Regions from separate parts of the Mus musculus genome. Here region 2 is linked to region 1. A link is a contact called in public Hi-C data. All regions are on one chromosome and are shown on one strand. The core of a region is the stretch at or near the end of the contact, and the rest is flanking DNA. Distances in the headings are between cores, read along the strand shown.

What was found. A called contact is a pair of places that touch in the nucleus more often than the background predicts.
Region 2: a contact with region 1 is called in a Hi-C map of cerebral cortex, with 2.6 times the contacts expected there. The contact joins two enhancer-like sites. A contact is called at or near these places in 3 of 39 promoter capture datasets (hippocampal neurons and liver) and 3 of 484 Hi-C or Micro-C datasets (the HPC-7 cell line, bone marrow-derived DN3 thymocytes and cerebral cortex).

The regions. Positions count from the first base shown.
Region 1 is chr13:69,775,475-69,780,551 of GRCm38.p6, reverse strand. It overlaps the pseudogene Gm20288. Among named protein-coding and RNA genes, the nearest start is that of 4930547H16Rik, 5.4 kb to the right of the region's middle. Within about 2 kb of position 2,036, at least 9 of the 459 cell types and tissues checked have an H3K27ac peak or open chromatin away from gene starts, as enhancers often do. A contact at or near this core is called in cerebral cortex, where this site is marked.
Region 2 is chr13:69,988,805-69,993,881 of GRCm38.p6, reverse strand. It overlaps Gm36019 (a long non-coding RNA gene), which reads right to left. Exons shown (of 4, transcript XR_382628.3): 3 at 920-1,016. Among named protein-coding and RNA genes, the nearest start is that of Gm36019, 7.7 kb to the right of the region's middle. Within about 2 kb of position 2,456, at least 22 of the 459 cell types and tissues checked have an H3K27ac peak or open chromatin away from gene starts, as enhancers often do. A contact at or near this core is called in cerebral cortex, where this site is marked.

The DNA.
Region 1 (5,077 bases), core at 787-3,286:
AGGAATGTAGACTACTGACCACGTGTGACTGCCTGCCTGGCATCCACCAGATTACCTAATCCTCTAGAGAGTTCTCCTGGTTCCCTATAAGAAGTGCACCTTTGTCTGAGGTCAACATTTTAGAGAATGGTTGATCCCCTCATGCTGGTTGTTTCTGCAGAATTAACACTCTTTGTCTTTGCATACTATCCGAGTCTGGGGTCTTCCATTATCAATTTTTAGACCCTTACTCTGGTAAGAGAATGAAAATTAAATAACCTGATTTTAAAATAAGCAAATGATGTGAAAATATGTTTGTCAAAGGGCCAGCAGGAAAATGAAAACATCCAACAGCGTATCCATCAGTGAGACGCAGATCTAAACCACAATGGGAGTCACTTCACTCTGGTTACAATGTCTGTTTGTTATTACGAAGACTACAAAGGAAAAAAAAGTACTGACAAAGGCACAGAGAAGGGGACTCTAATATGATATCCGTGGGAAGGTAATATGTTACAGAAAACAGAAACTGCAACTGAACAGTGAGATGGCCCAGTTGGTGAAGACACTTTCCACCAAGCCTGAATCCTGAGTTCTATACCTGGGACCCACATGGTGGGAGGAGAGAAGAGACTCCCACAAGCTGTCCTCTGATGTACATGTGTGTGCTGTGGCACTTTTACACACACACACACACACACACACATATATATATATATATATACACAGTAATATTAGTATGTTTTGTTGTTGCACACACTTAGTAATAGTAGTGTGTTTTGTTGTTCTGTTTTGAGTTTGGTTTTTTTGTTTTGTTTTGTTTTTTAGAACTACCATGTAGCAGTAATTCCAACAATTGGAGTTCAACCAAAAGAAATTAACTCCATCTATCAGGGACACACCTGCTCACCATGCTCACTGCAGTGCTAGTCTAATTAGCTAGCATAGGGAAACAACTTCAACGTCCACTGGCAGAGAAACAGATGTAGAAAAGGTGGACGATTAGACCCAGTGGAACATTACTTGGCCAACAGAAGATAAAAGTACTGTCATTTGCAGAAACATGGTTGGTCTTGGGGGCATATTGTTTTAAGTGAAGCAGGTCAGGGACAGAAAGGCAACACCACACACTCTCCCTTAATTACGAGGGGAAGTTCAAAGGCTCCTGACATACAGGGCAGAAGGGGGCGAACGCTGCATGCAGAGGAGGTGGAGACTTGATAGTGAACAGGTTCTGGGTACACACGGATCAGAGCAGTGGCTTCCAGTGTCTACTGCAGCATCACTGTGGCTGACAGCAATTAGCTGTAGCTGAGTGGAAGAGCTTCTAGTGTTCCCAACCCGAAGAATGCACGCATTAATAACATGATCGACTCCACAAGACACCGCCTTCATATTCTCCAGTTATTAGCCTGATAATAATAATGTTCTTTGTATTTTTACATCCATACTTTGTAAAGTCGTTCATTTCCTTTTCCCTAAAGAACTGACTAGGGCTGGAGAGATGGCTCAGCGGTTAAGAGCATCGACTGCTCTTCCAGAGGTCCTGAGTTCAATTCCCAGCAACCACGTGGTGGCTCACAACCATCTGTAATGGGATCTGATGCCCGCTTCTGGTGTGTCTGAAGACAGTGACAATGTATTCATGTCAATAAAATAAAAATCTTAAAAAAAAAAAAAAAGAACTGACTATATGTATGTATCCATGATGAGTGGTATACACTTGCATCCTCCATTCTGAGGTCCATATCGCTCTGGCCACACCTCATGTACTGGTTTCTAGGAGACCACTGGGATGCCATCTGACCAGGGGACCTCAGCCTTTATCTATAATCATGGGTGTGGACCATAAGCTGTGAGTCTCATCCTGGTCTTACTATATTTACAGTCAGGAAAATGAAGGCTTAAAACTTATCAGATAAACCAAAAACAGGCCTGGCAAGAGGGAGTGGGGAGAAGCTGAAATTTTTCCAAGGAGAAGAGTCACCACCTACTTGGATTGCGAGCTGGAGTCCACCCACATGTGCGGCTCCACATAACTTCCGGTGTGATGCCACCAAACACCCACGTGCCTCAAACAGCCACCAGGCGCTATCCCTTTGGTATGGAGCTCTGAGAAGCAGAGTGGAGACTGCCATTGCAGGAAGTACCTGGCATTGATGATCACGCGGGCACTGGTGCAGCTGCTCCTTCCCATGGTGGAAAAGAAAAGTCGGGATTTGGGAATCTTCCCCGAGAAGCCGGAGCCGCCAGTGTTAGCGAGGAGGACAGCGCAGCGCAGACCGAAAACGCGTTTTCCGGAAACTCTGAAATCCTTCCCCTCGCACTTGCCTCCCTCTGGTAGAGCTGCCAGGCTTCTTACGCCGCTTCTCACTATTTTTATTTTCTGGAGAAAATGATCATTCTTATAAATAGCCTTTTAAATGTCAAACTAACTTTGAATAATTTATCTCGACTTCTTATCCTGTATAACTTGCTTAATTTTCTTGGGCATGTCTAAAAGATTACAAATAAGCATCGCCCACGGTATGTGGTGTGTGTGTGTGTGTGTGTGTGTGTGTGTGTGTGTGTGTGTGTGTGCGCATAAGCATGTAGTAGGTACATGTGAACACATGTGTGAGTGAACAGAGAGGCCAGAGATCATCCTCGGGTGTCTTCCTTAGTCATTTGGGGTTTTTTTTGAAACAGTGTCTCTAAATTTTACCTGGGAACTCACTGGTTTGCCTAGGCTGTCTGGCAAGGGAGTGGCAGGGATCTGCTATTCTCTGCCTCCCCAGAGATGGAATTACAAGCATACATCATCACGACCAACTCTTAAAAATAAAAAGAGGTTCTGGGGATTAAACTCAGAGTCTCATGCACGCATGTATGTATCTCATGTATGTATAGTAGGTGACACATAACTGATGGAGTCACCTGCCCAGTCCCAAGGTGTGATTATTATTATTATTATTATTATTATTAATTACTATTATTTATTCACTTTACATCCCAATCACTGTTCCCCCTCCCAGTCCCCCCTCTCACAGTCCCTCTGCCAATACCCCTTCCCCTTCTCCTATGAGAGAGTGGAGGCCCCACCAGGTATCTCACACACACACCCCACCTTGGCACATGAAGTCTCTGCAGGAGCCCTGTGGCAATTTTATGAGAACCCTTAAATAAATACCCAAATTAGTGTTTTGTAGAGCTAATTTCACCACAGTTAACATGCCCTAGGGGATGTAAATGACCTAGAGAAAACCAAGGCCCAACTTAAATCTCTACAGTAAGTGTGCATTATTTTTCCAGGAGAACTCAGATCCCATGCCCTCTGGGCAGTCCTTCCTCCAGTCACAGGAAGAAATCGGATTTGCTGCTCAATGGCTTCCCACATCTGTGGGCCTTTCCTCCTTCCAATTAACAATCTGCTACATTAATTTGTTGATCATCTTTATTGATTTCATCTCATCTCGCTATGTTCTGCCTGAGTCAGAGTCCCAATTATTCCAGGGTGGTCTTGAGTTCACGGCATAGCTCAGGATGACTTTGAATTTCTGATCTTCCTGCCTCCAGCTCCCAAGTAACAGAGCTATAGGCGAACTCCACAACATATGCTTGATGAGGAGCAATGGATTGAACCAAGGGCTCTGTGTATGCTAGGCAAGCCCCGTGCCAGCAGAACTATATTCCCAGCACTGTGTCTGCCTGCATGTCATCATGTCTGCCTGCAAGTGACCATGCTTTCCACCATGACAATAGTGGAATAAACCTCTGAAACTGTAAGCCAGCCCCAAATTAAATATATTCCTGTGTAAGAGTTGCCATGGTCCTGGTGTCCCTTCATAGCAATAGAAACTCTAGCTAAGACACCATACCAACAGCTTTATCCATTCTAGAAGAGTTTTGAATTCTTTATACATTTCTTACTCCCTCCGCTAGTGAGGCAGTCCATTATGATACACTTCTTGTCCCTCACACAAATGCCCAGGCTATAAGCAGTGTTTGGAAGGTCCTGCCGATGCAGACTAGAGAACTTCAGAACAGGAAATTCTGGCTCTAACTTCCATTCTCCAAGAGGATCCGTGCCCTGCAACACCCAATCTCCTGGGCTCTCCTACCCAGAGTTCCCTGAGAAACCAGCACAGATTCCTGGGGCTGTGCACAGGAATTCTGGGAGAAATTGGTCCTCTCTTTCTCTGCACCGTCCTAGAGAAAGAAGTGTCCTCTGGTACACGCATGGCTCTAGTAAAATAATCTGTCAAGACTGCTGGCCACAAGCTTGGCATAGATGCCTGATGTTGCTTGTTGGAGCTGTGCCCATGAAATGCTGCATGGGGTGAGGGGACCAAGGGCTAGCAAGGGCAGTCAATCTCATTCTAAACTTCAGAGGAAGGGTGCTGTCCAAAGACCAAGGAGGACCCCTCAGGAGAGCAAGCCCTTCATACATTTAGCAGCATTTTAGCAAGTTAGCAAACATATTGCATTGGCAACTAAACAGACCTGTGGAAAAGCGCACGCAATGTTCTTTGGCCTTTTCTTGATGCTAATATTCCTTTTGGAAAGGAGAGAAGAAAAGACCTTCTAACCAGACCTGTGCTAAGGAATGGGAGTCTGGCAGAGTGACATGCGGGTCAGTAGGAAGGGGTCAGGGGCTATGTCATACCCCCTGCACCCGCCTGGGAGAGAGATCTGCAGGACTCCAGAGCAAGCCCCCTCTTTTGTTTTCAATTACAAAGCTACTTTTAATACTTCAGGGTATGCCTCACAGAAATAATAAACACTCAGGAGTGGCTCCGCGGGAAAGCGGCTACCTGAGGGGGAGGAAGCACAAAAGGAGTCTGCTGCAGACACAGGGCAAAGAGAATGCCATCTCTGCTGGGACCTGTGACCACTACAGGAAGATACTCCATGGTGGGACTGGCTACTGGCACACAGGCACAGGGCGAGAGCATTGGACACAAAGCCACAAGGCTACTTTGGTTTCTCCTTCTTCTCATTTGCCTTTTTCTGCTTCTGCTGTGTGATCTCTGAGTCCCCCTGCTTGTGGGCCACAGCAAAAAGCCCATCATCTGGGCTCTTTCCTTTGACCGACCAAGTCGCTCTGCTTCTTTGTGTT
Region 2 (5,077 bases), core at 1,207-3,706, 210 kb before region 1:
CCAACAGAATGGTCCATTAATTTCTACTTCCGGCTAAGGATTTTCTATCCCAAAGTACCAAACTCTTCTGGTTCAACCACAAAACAATTCCAAAGGCCTAAGGAACACATGCCCAGGGTTTGCAACCCCACCTCTTCCCTATGAGAGTTTCTGTCTCAATTATTTCCCGTCAAAATAATAATCCAATGCAACTTGGGGAAGGAAGAGTTTATCTTGGTTGTGAGTGCTAGCTTCCCATCCATCATTCCAGGGAGCCTGAGGCAGCTGGTCACACTGCATCTCAGTCAGGAGACAGAATGAGGGATACCTGCATTCCAATAGCATTCTCTTTTTGATGCAGTCTAGATCAAAGCCAAGGAATGTTACTGCTCACATTTACAATGGGTCTTCCATATAATCTTGCCTAACCTAGGGGTGGGCAAACACTACTAACTTATCACATAATATATATCAATAGAGGCTTCTCAATGCTAAGATTAGGAAAAAAAATGCTCTGTGACAGCGAGAGGGTCTGAGAGTTTTATGCTTTATGCTCATATTTTCTGTGCACGACACAGCCCTAAGAATATAGACCTTGTTAGGACAGCTGGAAGCCAAGACTGGTGTGAGTGAAGGTAAATAGGCTTTAGCCCTCGATAAGGGGAGTCAATAGTTGATTCTGAAGCTAGGTGGTCAGGCACTTGCTGTGCTCTTTGCTTGCGAAGCAGAGCAGTGCATGAGAAGAGGCACCGGGGTGGACTTTAAGAGCTTCCTGTGCACCTTGACCTATGACCTGGGTCTCAGTTCATTCTACTTGCCCCAGGGTTGTTTGCATTCACCTGACATCTGAGCATCTATGCATTCATTCACTTTCTCATTTACCCAGTCACCTACTCACCGCCAAGGGCACAGGGAGGGCCTCTGGGATCCAGCAGCTCACCTGTCTTGTTCTGTCTCTGGGTACAGCAGGGCCCAGGCTATGGTGTCATCCCCTAGGTAACTGGATGGAGAATATGGAGGCTCATTCAGGAGATGTCCTAGGGACATAGATACAGATAGACAATGTATACTGTACCAAATGCTGGCATAGAAACTCTGTGACAGGCAGAAAATGAGACAGTCAATTAGGCTGGACAAAGTAGGCTTAATGGAGACAAGGAACCAGGAGGATGGGGTGGGCTAGGCAGAGAAGCAAAATCAATAGTATGTGGTGTGTAAGCGTGTGTTTGTGCACGCCTTCCTCTGTGCCCTTGAAGACGCTCTCAAGGTCACACACAGCCAGATCCTGAGGGACATGCATCATCTGTAAGAGTTGTCTAGTGTCTGAGCCACTCAGAAATGATTAAGTTTCCCATTTTAATCTTAGCCCTGAGTACCTTTTAGAACCCATGTTGACATTCACACTGCATCACGTATTGTACTAGATGAATGAACATCTTCTGTTTTAATTACAAATAGAACCCCTAATTTGATAAGATCTCTACTGTAGGTAGATGCTATTTTTATGTTGCTACTGACTAAATTCCTAAATGATGGCAGTTACAGAAGTATTTTTAGTCGGCATACTCGGGAAAGCTGGGCAGCTGGGGGTGGGGTGGGGAATGGGGCTCTGTTCAGTCACCTGACTGGAGTTGGTGGATGCTGTGTGAAGAAGTTGCAGGGCTAATGTAGAGATGCCCGCGGGCCTCATACAGTCCTGTAAGAAGCAGCTGAAGGGAGTCCCAGCAGGTCCCTGTCGCCATGCAGCTTGCAGCACGGGGCTGACAGCAGCCTTTCCTCCTGGGACTGTAGTTAGCTGCTCCGGGAGACAGCAGGGTGAGGCTCGGATCATTCTCACATGGGCTCTGGTGTTTTTAATCAATGCTAAGACGCTTCCCGGAAACTGGCACTCATTACGCATCCCTCAGAATAAGGCATTTGGTTTTTTGCAGGTTTGTGCTGCCAAGGCTGTAAACTAGTGTTTCTGCCGTCTGCTGAGCGAGAACACCGTCTGTGTTTACGGTCAGACGCATAAAGGGTAAGCATGAAGGGCAGGTGGAAAGATCTCCACCAAGGAGCGCAGGCTCAGACACTGAGGGATAGCACACTGTAGCGTTGCGCTGTGGGGGCCCCCTCACCCACCTACCCTCGCTACCCCTGAGCTGCCAGCCTCCCCCAGGCACCACAGTCAAATCTGCCTCGCTGGCAAGTCTCCATGGGAACCCTGCTCCACTCTCTGAGGGCTCCCTGGGACTTAGTTCTTAACCCCCAACCCTCTGCAAAGATTTCTGTTTCCTACCCCTGAACCTCACCTCCTAGGGACTTAATCCCTGGGTCCTGTGTCAGTCGCTGCTGACACTTCATGCTCCTCTTCATAAAAGTCCAGCACTGCCCTGCACCTTACAGTTCAGAGCACCTGACTGTTTCCCTCCCACACACACCAGTGTGTCATCGCCCTAACTAGACTCTGCCGTGTGCTATCCCGACGTCCAACACCAGGGGGCGCAAATTAGAAAGCAGGATTCCCAATCTACCCTGGAACCTGAAACCTACTTACTATTACTAGATAAGGGCAAAACAACAGATCCTAAATCCCAGTCATGTAACAAGACAAAGACCAACTCCATACTATATGTAGTAATCTCAGTGGAGCCCATGATTAAGGGCCAGTTCCATAATGGTGCAGGCTAAATTGGGTTCTAATTTAAATTCATATTTGAAACACTGATCCTTGGGCACATCAGAATCTGACCAAATGTGCTACAATGGAAATAAAATTGAAGTGAGACTCTTTGGCTCCTCCATAATGCAACTGGACTTGTCTAAGAAGAGATAGAAGGTAACCAGACAGGAGCATGCAGAGAAAAGACCATGTGGAGAGGCATCAAGAAGACATTCTGGAAGAATCCAAACCTGCTAATAGCTTGGACACAGGAGACCTCTAGCCCCCTAAATAATCAGGCCAATTGCATAGGCTCCAAAGCTGTGGCATTGTGTCTTGGTAACCATAGCAAAGCAATGCACATGGTTTCACCTGTAAACTTGTACACCTAGGTGTCTACATATATCACTATATAGCCATATACCTACAACCAGTGTACCGACAGGCCTGCATGAATGCATACTTGAACACCTGCATGCCTGTGCCTGTGTGCTTACACACCTGCTCACATGTGTACCTGCTCATGTGCTTACCCTTGCACACCTGCTTGTCTGCATGGATGCACATCTGCATATTTGCATGCCTGTACTCCCATGCATTTTGAATGCCTGAGTGATTTCACATCTATCTGCCTGTGCAACCTTGTACCTGAGCATTTGTATACCCGCAAGCTGCATATCAGCATGCCTAACACACCTGAATGCCTGCCACTGGGTCTGCTTCTGCCCTCGGGGTACCCAGGCACCATTGGGCACTAGGCTGGATTGGAAGGAATGAAGCTTAGCTGGATGGGTGGGTTAGCAGGATCTCAGCCAGTAGTAGTACTGGAGAAATAGCCTTCTCCAGAAATGGTTTTCAGTGAAACACCTCACTTTATGGGGGGGGGGGGTCCAAGGCTTATATGAACCTTGGGAAGCAGGTATGTGTTTGGGGGATGAGTGTACATCATTGTCTGCGCTGAGGTGCTGGGAATGGTTCATTTGCATGAAAAGGAGTTCCAGGTGCTTGCTGGACATCTTCTAGGGAGAGAAGTTTAACTTGTAATTGGGCCACCGGGCTACATGATTATCTCAAGGATGGCAGAGGTGGTGGTAGTGGTGGTGGTGATGGGGATGGGGGTCATACAGGCTTATGCAGGCCCAGAGCAAGGAGGAAACAGCCCTGCTCCTGCTAGTCTCAGGATGAGATTATCAGGTTTGTACATATCTTGACCTCACTCTTGCTCTGGACTGGCCCCCCACCCCACAGTGGCACAGCTTTGCAGCCCCACAACTGTCTGCATACCTGCATATCTGTATTCAAGCTACCCTTGAATTCCTGCACACCTGTGTGTCTATATGCTTTTATAGATCTTCACCTACATATCTACACGCCTGAGTACCCGTATATCTATCTGCGTCTCTACCCATCTTCGCACGTATATGCTTGAACACCTGCACACCAGAGCACCTGCAGGCCTATATTACACACCTGCATGTATTAATCACCTGTAAGGCTCTCAGCCTAGTACTCCCTGAAGCAACTGCACTCTACCCACCACTGTTGCCATAATCCCCTCACAGCACCTGTGGCTCAGGTTCCACTTTGGCATCTGTAATGAAACTCTCTGCAGAGAGGCGGTGCTTCACAGTGCTCCACAGAAGGCTGCCATGAACACTAAGCTTGGTCTGTTAGGTGTCTAAATGGAAGGGGCATCTACCTCAGGTTTTGATGATTCAGGCTTCCTGTCTGAGAGCAGAACCCAACCTCTATGATCTTCTCCACCAGCACCAGGAAGTCATTACTTTAGGCTTCCTGACTCAGGACCAATGATTACATGAGACGGACTCTGGCTGAAATAGTAGACTCCTGAAATATCTAAGACGTGTTCCCAGCTATCTTCCTTATATTGTGATCTAAGTGAGTTAGGTTTAACATACATTTTTCTTTTTCTTTTTTGACTGGCTCTGGCTGTCCTGGAACTCAGGCTAGCCACAAACTCTGAGATTTGCATATACCACCACTGCCCAGCAGGCTTACAGGTTTACTATCCTTAATTATGTATTTTCCTATTTTAATGCTCTTAATATATTACAAATACGATTTAATTATAGTTGTTTTGAAAGGAATGCAGTGGTTTTTTCTTCCACAGTGATGATGTACATTTGTGCAACTTACACACAAACAGTTGCAAGCATGTACATGCACACACATACATGCTAACAAAAACTCCAGCATAGAAGCTCTTCTTGGGTGGTATCCACGTGGTTCTGTTCCAAAGATTACTCATATATAAAAACTGATTCCCAAATGGTTTGGAAATCCAAGAATCGACTTTCCAAATCCAAGAGTCAGATTTCTGTGGAGGTTTTTTTTGGGGGGGAGGTCCTTTCATTTTGCACCATCTAGATTGCTACAGTTATGGCAAACTTGGAGGGATCCCCAATCTGGGGGATGGGGAAGCATTCACAAGAGTTT